2 separate regions of the Rattus norvegicus genome follow, and region 1 is linked to region 2. A link is a contact called in public Hi-C data. All regions are on one chromosome and are shown on one strand. Each heading gives the region's core, a stretch centred on a gene start, on an enhancer-like site or on the middle of the called end of the contact. The rest is flanking DNA. Distances are from core to core; before and after follow the strand shown.

Region 1 (6,020 bases), core at 3,410-5,909, 66 kb before region 2:
TTGTTTGTGTGTTTTCCTTTTGTTTAACTTTTCTGTCCCCACCGTCTTCTTGCATTGTCTCTTGTGTTAGGACCTTCCTATATTTTTAATGCCTACCGTCTGTCTACGCATCTCGACTGCATCTTCTTCTAGTATATCTTCTGTTTGAGTTGTTCTGTTTTACACCGGCTCAAGTTTGTCAGTTGCTTGATTTTTGAGACAGAATGTTTTGGAGTTCAGGCTAGCCTAGAAATCCCCTGATGGCCTTGAACTGGTTTGTAGGTTGATATCATCATGCAGGTGAAGGCAGACAAGTTAGGTCAAGGCCATGACTGGACAGTAAAAAAATAACGTGGAGACAAAGCTTTTGTAAGGCAGGAGAGAAGGAAAAAAAAGGAGAATCATATGGAGCTTGAGAAGGATGACCCAGATCCAGGTGTTCCTGAATTGCCAAGGTAGCTGGGATGGATTTCTGTAGACAAATTTATCTTATCTAGGTGGGCAGTTTATATCCTTATCAATTGGTCTTACGTTTATCATGTGGATGTATTGTGGATTGAGAATTTAACATATAAATCTGATTATTGGTTTACAGTTTGTTGTGTCTTGATTTTACTGGGCAGTTGGGAGTTTATACTTTAACTACAGGGCGGGGAGTGGGGGGTTGCTGTGAGTATGGGCAGAGTCTGTGGCAGGGAACCGCGACAGGCCAGCTGCTGCTGGACTTCTAGAACCATGATTTTACCAGGTAGCTGGAACCAGAGAGTTCATGGCTAGCAGAGAGCTGCTGGGAGAGATACTAATCTGAGATAAATTAGCGCTAGTAACCATGGCCCGTTGGAGCCAGAACTAGCAAGAGCTCAACTGCCAGGGTACAGGAACCAATTCCGCCACCTTTTTTATTTTTACCGAAACACTGGCAACACCATGGCAGCAACACCACTCTTGTCTCTCTCCCACCATCCTCTCTTCCTTCTCAAGTCCCCAGCTGGCAGATCAGCCAGTTGGTTTCAGAGTTTGTTATTGCTGTTCCTTCTTTCCTCCATCTTTCAATGATCCCATGCCCCACCCAGAACAGATGTTTCTAAGCTTATGAAACAAACTTGATGTTTACTTATCAACACCACCCAGTGCCATGGTGCACATCACCCATCACGGTCGGTGGGGTGAAGTGGCATTCACGAGAGGCATTATCACAACGTACCCAACAACGCCACCTTAAAGGTGGGATGACTTTCTTCAGCTGATGACTTCACAGACTGTAGTTCATGGTCTTGATGTCATTATTCCTGGGACTTCAGTAAGGGGGAGGGGTAACACGATGGGGACCATGATAGAGCAGAATCGCTCACCCTGTGGTGTACAGGAAGCACACAGGAATAGAGGCAGAGACCCTAATGTACCCTACAAGGGCATGGCCCCAATGATCTGACCTCCTCCCACCTCTCCAAGGTGCTACCGTCTCTGCCTAGCACATCTCCACAGGAGACTGACCAAACCTTAAACATTTAAGTCCAAAACATAATGCAATCAACCATCAAGCCCTTTTTTTAAAATGTTAGTTTCATTTCCCATTGTGATCACCTTATAATTTTCAAAATACTTTTAGTGCACATCGCTAATCAACTCAAAATTCACTAACAGTGACTTTTTCTGTTCTACCTTATTTTTGTATTGACAAAATACAATATAGTAAGATAAACAAAACCCATCACATGCAGGCTGGCCAAGACAACCCAACCCAAAGGGCCCCAAGAGTGATTAGTGGCAAGACGACTCCTGATGATTCCCCTGTGTGGCGCCTGTGTGTATCCTGGGGTCGCCCCTTCCTTCCCTTCACCTGGAAGAGATGATTGTGTTATTTTCAAGGTCAGGTCACAAGATACATTTCAGCTTCCCTTTGCACCTTAGGTTGCTTGCTCACGGCTGTTAGGAGGGGTACACACGGTAAAGAACCAAGCCTTCCTACCACAACCTCACTGATGCTGGTAGGCCAGGTCGACATGTTGAAGGTGGATTCCCCCGAACCTGCCCATAAAGCTTGCAGATCGTTTTAGCATGACTGTGGCTTTGTAGCAGACTCCTCCCAACAGAAACAGCCAGCCAAGCTATACCCCAATCCTCACAGAACAACTAATACTCTCGCCTTTTTATATTTAAAGATTATATATATATATACATATATATATATATAAATGTTTTCTGGTTGCTATATATCTGATATATACATGGCTGATAAATACACACACACACACACACACACACACATACCAAATCCAAAAGAGAAATCTTTTTTTATTTCTGTGACTTTCTTTTTAATTTGCCATGTTCCTGGTTTTTTTCCTCATACAACATATACAGCCTAAACTTAATAATTTAATATATATATATAAAAAATCTGACTGTATAAAGCAAGGCATAGTAGTTCACACCTAATCCTCCTTGGGAGGCAGGAATTGAAGGTCATCACAGGCTACACAGAATAGTCAAAGGCTAACCTGATCTATATATCAAAAATAATTAATTAATTAGTTAAATCCAGGCTCTTATAAAGAAATAGACAAATAGCATCATCCAAAAAAAAAGCCAATAAGATGCAAAATAAAAAATAAATCCCACAGCACCAAAACACTGGATTTGTAGTCATCCTAAAATACCTTCTTTATTTTTTTGGGGTGGGGGGTTTTTTTTTGGTTCTTTTTTTCAGAGCTGGGGACCGAACCCAGGGCCTTGCGCTTCCTAGGCAAGCGCTCTACCACTGAGCTAAATCCCCAACCCCTAAAATACCTTCTTTAATTATCCAAACTCTGGTGCCAAAAAGCATTGCTATTTGTTCTTGTTTTACATACATTTACATATATTCCCAGACATTCCTTGTTCATATTATATATATAATTATATTCTCAGATAACTGAAATTTTGCTAAATCATATCAATAGATATAACTCCTCAACTGACTTTTTTCTCAAGTTGGGAAGTAAAGTCATCCTGTTAATAACCCATTAATACAATCTAACAATGCTATTAACCTAAGACAAACATTGAACACCAAAACATTCCTCTGTCTATATTAGAATTGAGCTCTAGTGGGGTATCATTTAATTGAATCTCTAGATTCACTCTGAGTGGGGATAAGCTATGACTGAACCTTTTCCTTGCAAAGTATCCTGACGGATATAGTGCGATCACCATTTACATGATCCAAGATTAGGCTGATAATAAAAAGGAATTAGCCTAAAATACCAGCCTAGAACCCTTTAGTTTGTGTGTCCCTTAGAAAAGCAACATACTGCTAGACTCCCGGTGGTCTGTGAGGATTTTGGTAATCTCTACGGATCAGATGTGGAATGAAATTCATTCACTGATTCAACAAATATTTGTTGAACTCCGATTACATGCCAGGCATATCACACGGCTAGGTAAGCCACAATGAAGAGTGACAGCCGGCTTCCCTGGCCTCAGACCGCAATGGCTGGCAGCGTATAGACCTCTTGTTTGTTTTGTTTTGTTGGTGTTTTTTTTTTAATCCTGAATAGGATCTCTTCATCATTTCAAATGGTAATCACTTTTGGAAAGAAAAACCAAAAGGTGATACACGGGTAGGAATGTATAAATAAATAACGGAAGGCTTGCAGGAGGAGTGAAGCTAAAACTTTAGGTCAGAGAATTCCAGTCTGAAGAAAAGTCTATCGCACGTCGAATCTTTCTCACCGGTGATATATAAAGATAGATAGATAAATAGATAGATGGATGGATGACGGATGGATGGATGGATGGATGGATGGATGGATGGATGGATGGATGGATGGATGGGCTGGGATATGTATGTATGTATGTATGTATGTATGTATGTATGTATGTATGTATGTATGTATGTGTCTTTTTGTTTGCCCCAAATCCGACATGGTCAAATATACCTCCAGTCATCATCCCTTAGTTTCCAGATTTGGTCCCAGCATAGAAACGAATACGTGAAAAGTCTAGTATGCAGACTTACCCTCTCTTTCGCCCTAGCTTCCCTGATAGTCAAGAATCCTTTGGGAAACATTAGGTGTTGTTTGGACTCCGCAGTTATACCTATTCTCAAAGATTTTTCGATTCGTTTTGAAAATTCGGTGTCCCTGGGTCTTTACAAGATGTAAATTTAGAATCTTAACGTTCCTTCGTGATCCCGCTAAAGATTCATTCCCTAACCAACCACCTTTTTAAATTAACATATTGGAGTCTGACCAATTTCAAAGATTGTAAAAACAGCCATGACGTCTGGTGTTTGTGGAGTCTTGTTTCCACGTCCCTCACAGTGAGGCAACATGTGACTCTGTACCAGGAAGCTTCCCACCCACACACACAGCAGTGACTCTGTCCAGAAAGTGGATGCTTTAACCAAGAGCCTTTCCAGCCCCATCCGTTTCAGAAAGCCCTGGAATTCAGATCTGGGACCCCACCCTCTGAACTGTCCCTCACTGCTGATCTCTAACCTGGGACTGTCTCCTGCCTTCCACTCTGGTCCACCCATCTCACCTCGGATCCACTCAGCTGATACACAGGCCTGCCCTAGGCTCTCTAACAACAGCAAAACAACTGACTTGCACCAAATATTTTGGGAGTTGGGTCACTGGAGGGTGGAGAAGGACAGAGGGACTGAGGGGCTGCGGGGCTGCGGGCCGGGCCCGTCCTCCCATTGGCTCAGCCCTTTCCTCCTCCCCGGCCCCACGCGCTTGAAGTTCCTGCCAAATCGCTGCCTTTGTCTCAGAAACATTCCGCCCACACCCCAAACCCTCAGGAGCTCTCTCCTGCTCTCCAAGCTCTCGGGGTATTTTTCAAAGTAAATAAATTTCCCATTCTGAGAAGAATTCTGGTGCCAACTTTAATAAAATAACATTCCTCGGCCTTATCGCATACGATGCTCCAATTTAATCACGATTTTTTTTTAAATGTTAGAGCAGCTTCCAACGCTTGAATAGACAGAAGGAGGTTTCCATGTATTTTAGAGCTCGGGAAGCCTAACTTTTACCAAAAATAAAATAATTTAAAAACAAAGGGGAACCACAGGCAGAAGTGCCAGGCGCGCGGGGGGGGGGGGGGGATGGGGGGCCGAGGGCGGGGGCGGACGACTAACAACTGGTTTTCCGTGTTGTTTCCTAAGGGGAGCTTTAGAGAGGAGCTACTTGTCATCAGAGCTTCCAAAGCCAAGTTATATAAAACAGGACACTCCCTTTTATTTTCTAGACACCCACTGTGGTCGCTGCAAACTGCGACCCAGGGCGGGGTGAATCAGGTACACGCCCTTCGCCCTTCGTTTGTGCCGGCTCTCTGTCCTCTGGTCCTCTCTCAACTGAGGGATCTGCACACATGAGATGACATCACGAATTCCTTAACACTTTTCGTTAGAAACAGCCACTGCTCTGTCACTTAGGCTTGGCTGTGAGAAGTGCTTTTCTGAAGGAAATACATTTATCTGGAAGCCACAAAATTGTTTCTAAGTGTAGGTTAGTTTACTTAACGGCAGGAGCCAGTGCCTCTGAGATATTTTATTTCTGTGACATAATGAATTTCACAACCGAATGTGAGTAAAGGAAAGTTCTCTCTCTCTCTCTCTCTCTCTCTCTCTCTCTCTCTCTCTCTCTCTCTCTCTCTCTCTCTCTATTCTGAAAGTGTTTTGTGGAGATATTATGTCCCTAGTATTACATGTTCCTTGGCTCAGTTGGTAATGAGTATGTAGACTATTTCTTGAAAGGGGCATAATTTCCACATAATTTGGGGAGTATGGTTATTATTCAGATATTTCTACATAATTGTTCCAGCTTCCCTTAGAATAAGTTCGTGTGCCCCATGTGTCCATGGTCAAGCCTAACTCCGCTATCTATTTCCCTGATTCGTTGTGTTTTCCCATCACGGTGGTTATTAATAACGTGGGCATTTCTGCTGTCTCTGTAAAAGGAAATACTTCTCCAAAGGGATGATCTGTCAACCCTAAGTCACTTCCACTGTCTTCTACAGTCAGAACCAGCTTGTTCCCATGGAAAAGCCATACAACATGT
Region 2 (6,451 bases), core at 269-2,768:
CTACACACGAGTACACAGCATGCAGAAGTACACACAACTGTTAATTTTGTGGGGTTTTGGGGTTTTTTTGTTGTTGTTTTCTTTTTTTGTTGTTCTAAAGGTTGAACCTACTACACTCTTGTTAGACAAGCATTGAACCATTGAGCTACATCCCTAGTACCCCCCCCCCCTTTTTTTTTTACTTTTTGAGAATCTCACAAGCCCATTTAGGTTGGCTTTTACTTACTCTGTGGCACCAGCCAACCTAGAATTTGCCACGGGCCACCTCATGCTCAACCTCCAGAAGAGGTGAGCTCTTACAGACTTGTGTCCTGAGGCCCAGCTATAATTCTTTCTTATTCGCTCACTTAGCTCAGGTTAACGTAGTTGTCACTTCTCCGTTTCTCTTCTAGGGTTCGTAAAATTTCCCTACAGGGCCAGCTAAATCGCCTACTTCTGTCCAAGCTTCCCTCTCAAGTCGTTTTGCTCATCAAAACCTTTTCAATAGCTGGCAGTGGTAGCTCATGCCTTTAATCCCAGCACTCCATATGGAGAGGCAGGTGTATCTCTCTGAGTTGAAAGCCAACCTGGTCTACATAATGTAGCAAGGTCGGGCCACCCAGAAGGACTACACAATGAAGAGAGAGCATAATCAGAGCAGAAACAAAGTCTTCAAAACAAAGCTCTGATAGTATGATTCTCATACTAAAGGTGGCGGTGTGAAAATATTCTAATTATCTAAGTCTATGTAAATTCTTGTGCTCTTTAGAACAAGCCATTTTTGGACAGTGCTTTTCGGAGTCACATCATAGACTTACACCTATGAGTAATCTATAAAGTCACGAAAGTGCCCCAGGCGTGCTTTTCAATGAACTACATATTTTAATTCTATAAACTGTTCATTTAGGTACAGGCCATAAGCATGCTTTGGAATCATTCATTCGCGAACTGTGTCTGGCAGGGTAATTTGGACAGCTCGCCCTGCTTAACCACAGGCTGAAATACTTGTCAAACCCAAAGAAAGGCCATTTAAAAAATGAAAAGCTGCCCTCGCGCAGGCTCTTTCACTGCGCTCTGGGAGTGGGAACTGCTGCTCTGTTACTTCTCCAGCTACTTTCCCCAGCACAAAGGACCACGCGAACACGGACGGTCTGGGGGCGTTGGCGACTGAATTCCTGTGTGCACTTGGAGGCCCCGCGAAGGCTTCAGAGGTTTCCAAGCCCTGAGCTCTTCCTTATCCGCTGGGGTCGAGACAGATGCGGTCCGTTGAGGCTGACACCGATTCTGTCGGACAGTCAGCCAGTGGGGGCGAAGCTGACCGCAGCACGGAGGTGCATGGAGGGAAGGGTGGGCCAGGGCCAGAGCGGGCCGGCGAGAGCCCGGGCAAGGCCCACTGCGAGGCTAGCACGCCGAGACCCCGCCCCCTCAGCTAGGACCCGCCTCCCGTACCGCCCCTTCCCGGGCTGCGCTCCTGCGCGCCCCGCCCGCGGGCGGAAGCGAGAGCGAGGCTGAACGCCTGACGTCAAGGCGACACCGCCAAACCTCGCCCAGAGTCAGGCGTGGAAAGCAGCCTGAGCGGCGGCGACGGCGGCGGCAGCGGCAGAGACCGCCGTGGCGCCGGGAGCTGAAACCCGAAGGGAACGCGGGGCGACGGCGACGGCGGCGACCCGGTGACAGCGCGAGAGGTTAGCGCGGAGTGCATGCGTGGCTGCGAGGCTGGCGGGGGGCCGGGCGCCGGCTGAGTGGAGCGGTGGGGTGCGGCGCGGGCCGGGCGGGGCAGCCGGGGGGCCCCCGCGGCGGCGAGGGTGGCCCGGGCGTGCGGCAGGTGGCTGCGGGAGGCCCCCGCGCCCCTCGCTCGCTTCGGCGGGCGCGCCGCCTCCGGGCGGCCGGGGAGGATCCGCGGCCGCGGCGGGGGAGCAGCGCGCTTTGCGGAAGGGGTCAAATGTCTGAAATATGGCGGAGGAAGTGAGCGCCCGAGGAACCCCCACCCGCCTGCCCGCGGCCCCGCAGCCTTCCCCGCCGCGCCCCGCTCCCCGCCTGGGCGCCTGCTGCGGGGTGGGTGGAAGTTAGAGCGGAAACCAGAAAGTTGTCCTCTGCAGACACCCAGGCTTCTCCCGGCCCGGGGCCGGGCGGAGCAGCGTTGCGAGGGGGGAACCACTCCCCGGCGCCCCGCGGGCTCGAGCCTGACAGGGAAAAAGTTTGCCCGGATCGGGGCTGGCTTGCTTCATTTGTTGCGGGAAGTGGCAGGAGGAAGGCAGCGGAGCGAGCCCCACCTAGTCTGGCAGTCGCCACCGTGCAGAGGAAAAAAAAATGTTAAAGGGGCCTTTCCCTTCGTCAGCAAGAGGAAATCTCTTTTTTCTCTTGCAGAGAGAAAAATCCAGGAAGTTTGTCCTCTTCTCCTTTTTTCGCTGTCTCGATGTGTCTGATTCTGAAACTGACTTATCAGCGCCGTGAATTTGGGAACTAGGCCCTCGGGATTTTCCTTGGGGCGGAGTTGGGGGGGGAGGAGATGCCTTTGGAAGAAACATCTTCGCTTCAGAGTTTTGAGCAGATGGGTTTGCTTTCCTTTCGATTGCCCCCTCCCACCCTCCAATGCTTTAGAAAGATATTTTGGCCCCGCGACTCTCCCCACTCGTGTGAATACAAGCACTTCTTTATTACAGTAATAGGAACTCACATTTTTTTACTGAGTTGAAAGTTGACATTACAATGAAGGCTGGACTTTTAATATTTTAAAATCAATTGAGTCTCGTTGAAATGTTTGCTTTGCTGGCAGTGTGTATTAATATATACCGAGTGCCTCTAGCTTGTAAATTCATTTTTGTTTTCTTTTGTATAATTTGAACGTTGTTGAGACTTGCCTAAAAGGAGTTTATCTTAGCAAGAAGTAACTTAATTGAATGGAGAAATTCTTTTAATTTAAAGCTCTTACCATTCTCAAAACCTGATTTGAAGTCTGTGTATTCAGTCATACTAGAGCCATGGGTCTTTTTAAGGACCGGAAAGAGACTCTTTAAAATCATCTAGTCCCACCCTGTCCTGTCATGGAGGAGGAAACTAAGGCCTAAAATAGATTAGATAACCAGTTACCTGAGTCTGATGGTTTGTAAGGCAGTAGGCTATCCATAAAGGACAATCCACAGGACAAAATGTGTGTGATTTTTTTTTTTAAATGAATTACATCTCATAGAGGTGATTGGTCCCATTATGTTCTCTTCTCCAAGAGTGCCTTAGTTAGCTAAACGGTATGGAATAACCACTGGGTAGTGTCATTCCTTGGTTTTGGTTAGAGGAAGTTAATACTCTGGGTAGAAAATAATTTTACTTAAAGACACAGAATCCGGAATGACACTCTTGTTTGATATGATCCATACTTTTAATCTCTTAGTACATTATATTCCCTTGTACTTTCTTGTTTGACACAAAGTTCAACAACCTTATCTGTGGAAGCTGCAAAGGAAAATCAGAAGGACATAGAGTTGTTTGGGTTGTAATGTGCCTCCTATCAGAGTAACAGCTGAAGGGCCTGATGCTAAGCCGGCTTAATTTTTAGTCTGTGATCTGGGGCACCAGATGATGGACACGTCTTTCTCCTTTTTCTGTCTCTCTCACCACTGTTCTTTCCGTGGCTTGTATCACTTCCTGTCTTCTGTTACTGTTGTGTGTGTTTATCTGTTCTACCAAATTGTAAGGTCCAAGGATGGACTAGATTTCTTCTGCATGCCTCAGACTAGCATGTCGCTATTACATAGACACTCAATGGGTAAAAGTTAAGTTAAATGAAAACACCATGAGAACGGGAATTCTACTGTATTCTTAGTTACTAGCATTTTACCCGGGCACATAGTGATGTTTGGGACTTAAATTCAGAAACTAAAGAGAACAGTATAATCGTTTTAAAAAGAATTATACACTTTCTTCGGCAGTCTCTCACTTTACAAGATGATCATTTTTGTCATTGATCATTTATAATAACTGCAGTATTTTCTTTTGATCTATACACAGGAAGTGAGCCCTCTCACCAAAAAGCCTATAAGGTCTACCAAGTTGAAATAAAGAATTTTTTTTAAGATGGTGCCAGGCATGGTGTTTTGCAGCTGTAATCCCAGAAGTTAAAAAATTGAAGCAGGAGGATTACCATATATTCAAGACTAGCCTGGGCTAATGAAACCCAGTCTGTAAATAAATACATGAATAACTTGAGCTGTGTCTGTGAAGGTCTTTGAAGGCCTTCGTGGGCAAGCAGAGATTGATAAGATATAACTCTGCTTGCTGTTTTCAGTGTGAAGTCTTAGGATTGGCATGGAGAGCCCATGCCTGGTTCTTTGCTGTTTGTTTAAGCACTTCATAGTTATGGAAGGAAATTAACCTTTGAGAACAAACTGAGAGAACTTAGCTGATCTTACATCCACCTCCCAAGTATAGCTTACATTTAGCATTTTATAATTGAATATCAAGGAGATCTCCTGGATTTACATGTGTCATTCCCAGAAAATACATTTTAAGGGGTGGGCGATGATCTGAAGTGCTTAGATTGAAATACTGAACTAGGTTATTTAGTATTTATGCACTAAATAGTCAAAGGCTATTTCTCTTTAGCAATAACATATGTGGTCACTAAAACGTCTGTAAAAACTCATCTCTCTGACTGGGGATGTGGCTCAGTGGTCAGTGTTTGCCTCTCTTGTCCAAGTTGTAGGTTCAGTCACCTCACTGGAAAAAAACTCAATTTTCTAAGGCTTTTTAGTTGTGACTAAATATACTTTGTGAGTTTGATTTGGTTGGTTCATATGTGGTGTGTGTGTGTGTTGTTTTTATATTTGTTTGTGTTTTATTTATCTTGAACAAGAACAATGTCTTTAGTGATGGCTCGGTGCATTGTAACACTAAGTACGATTTTTATTCACCTGTCTACAAGCAGCGTTATGCCGTCTCATACTGAAAGCTAATCTTTATAGTACTTGTAGATATTTTGCAGTGGTGTTGAAAGGTTCTGATTACCACTTGAAGACTAAAGTCTTGAAATTAATTCCTTAGAAATCTAAAGAATTTACTGGGAACAGTAATTACAAAGAATAGACTAAAAGGCTGGAGATGGAGATGGCTCAGGGGTTAAGAGTGCTTATGGTTCCTGAAGAGGGTTCCCACCTTGAATTAGGTTCCCAACACCTATACCAGTTTCTTCACAACCACTTTTAAGTCTAACTCCAGGGATCCACTAGCCTCTCTTCTGGACTTCTCAGATACCCACAGGCAGGCGCCCTTACTCACACACAGATATACTCTGGTACACATGAATGAGAGAGACTAGAAGGAATTTATCCATTTATAGTAAAAGTTTGACTTGCTGGGTAATCTATTGTCCTTTGTTTGAAACCACTTGACTGGATTCAAAGATTGATCCCTTTAGCAATAGATTTTTGCAATACAATTTTATATTTTGAAAAAGTTAATTGGGGATTTTCTGTCACCTTAAAAATAGCACAATTTAAAAATTCACCAAGAAAAAATTTTTTACTTATTTTCCACACTTCATAAACACTGCTATGCTTACTCCTAATGCTCAAATTGAGGGTACACAGCAGTTGATTAAAGCCCTAAAACTTACAAAGAAAGAAATGAAAATTTAGGAGTATTTACAAGGTTTTAAAAGTATACTTAAATTTTCTAAAAATATGTGTAACACAGTAACAAAATCCCCATCTGTTTTTTATTATACAGAGTGGTAATATTCTGGAATATTGTACTTAAGATTGGTTTCATTGGAGATGCTTGAGTAGAAATACACTCATTTCTAGATTAAGAGTATCTTCTCTAACTACAGTGGGTTTGAATTCTTACGTAATCAACTGGTTATTAGCTACTGTTTCATACCATTGTGCCACCTTATATCGGTGAGGCTGTTCAGTCCAAGCAAGGTCAGGCCTTCCCGAGGTAACTGGATGGGTAACTCTTCCAGGGTTGGGATTGCCCTGAACTTGCCTCTGGCCCCCCTGCAGATAGCCAGTAGGAGATGTTAAAGGAAGAGAGCAACTATTACAAACATTGCAGAGTTAAAGGGGTTTTAAGTAGAAGATCTAAAATGTATTGCAGCAACTCTGTAATTTTTTTCTTCCAGCCGTGTGTGGTGGTCTGTACCTGTAATCCCAGCATCTGAGGAGGCAAAGAAAGAACACCCTTCTGTCAGCCTTTGCTGCACAGCAAGTTCCAGGCCAGCCTAGGCTACATGAGACTTGTGTCTCTACACTTTTTCTTTTTCTTTTTTTACTTAAACCATGCCTATTTTGAAAATAAAAAGGGACTTGATTGCTTCGTTGGTAGGTTCTCTCTCCCTCCTGTGGTTTTCCTCATTGCCTTGTGTGATAGGAAAAAAGATAAAAGCCATGTTCTGTCCACTTAGCAGTTTCACGTGGAGCTTGGGGAAGAAGTAGAAAGTTGGGCTCTGATTGTCTTCTGAAGGTCATCCTCACAT

What was found. A called contact is a pair of places that touch in the nucleus more often than the background predicts.
Region 1: a Hi-C map of Schwann cells shows a contact between it and region 2, with 2.4 times the contacts expected there. The contact joins the enhancer-like site here to the promoter of Rap1b in region 2. A contact is called at or near these places in 5 of 12 Hi-C or Micro-C datasets (the A7r5 cell line, Schwann cells, frontal cortex and 2 more).

Annotation. Positions count from the first base shown.
Region 1 is chr7:55,406,625-55,412,644 of GRCr8, reverse strand. LOC102550659 (a long non-coding RNA gene) reads right to left here. Exons shown (of 3, transcript XR_005486977.2): 3 at 1,275-1,819. Among named protein-coding and RNA genes, the nearest start is that of Tmem186l1, 32 kb to the left of the region's middle. Within about 2 kb of position 4,659, at least 70 of the 93 cell types and tissues checked have an H3K27ac peak or open chromatin away from gene starts, as enhancers often do. A contact at or near this core is called in the A7r5 cell line, Schwann cells, liver and 1 more, where this site is marked.
Region 2 is chr7:55,337,284-55,343,734 of GRCr8, reverse strand. It overlaps Rap1b (RAP1B, member of RAS oncogene family), which reads left to right and starts at 1,518. Exons shown (of 8, transcript NM_134346.4): 1 at 1,518-1,664.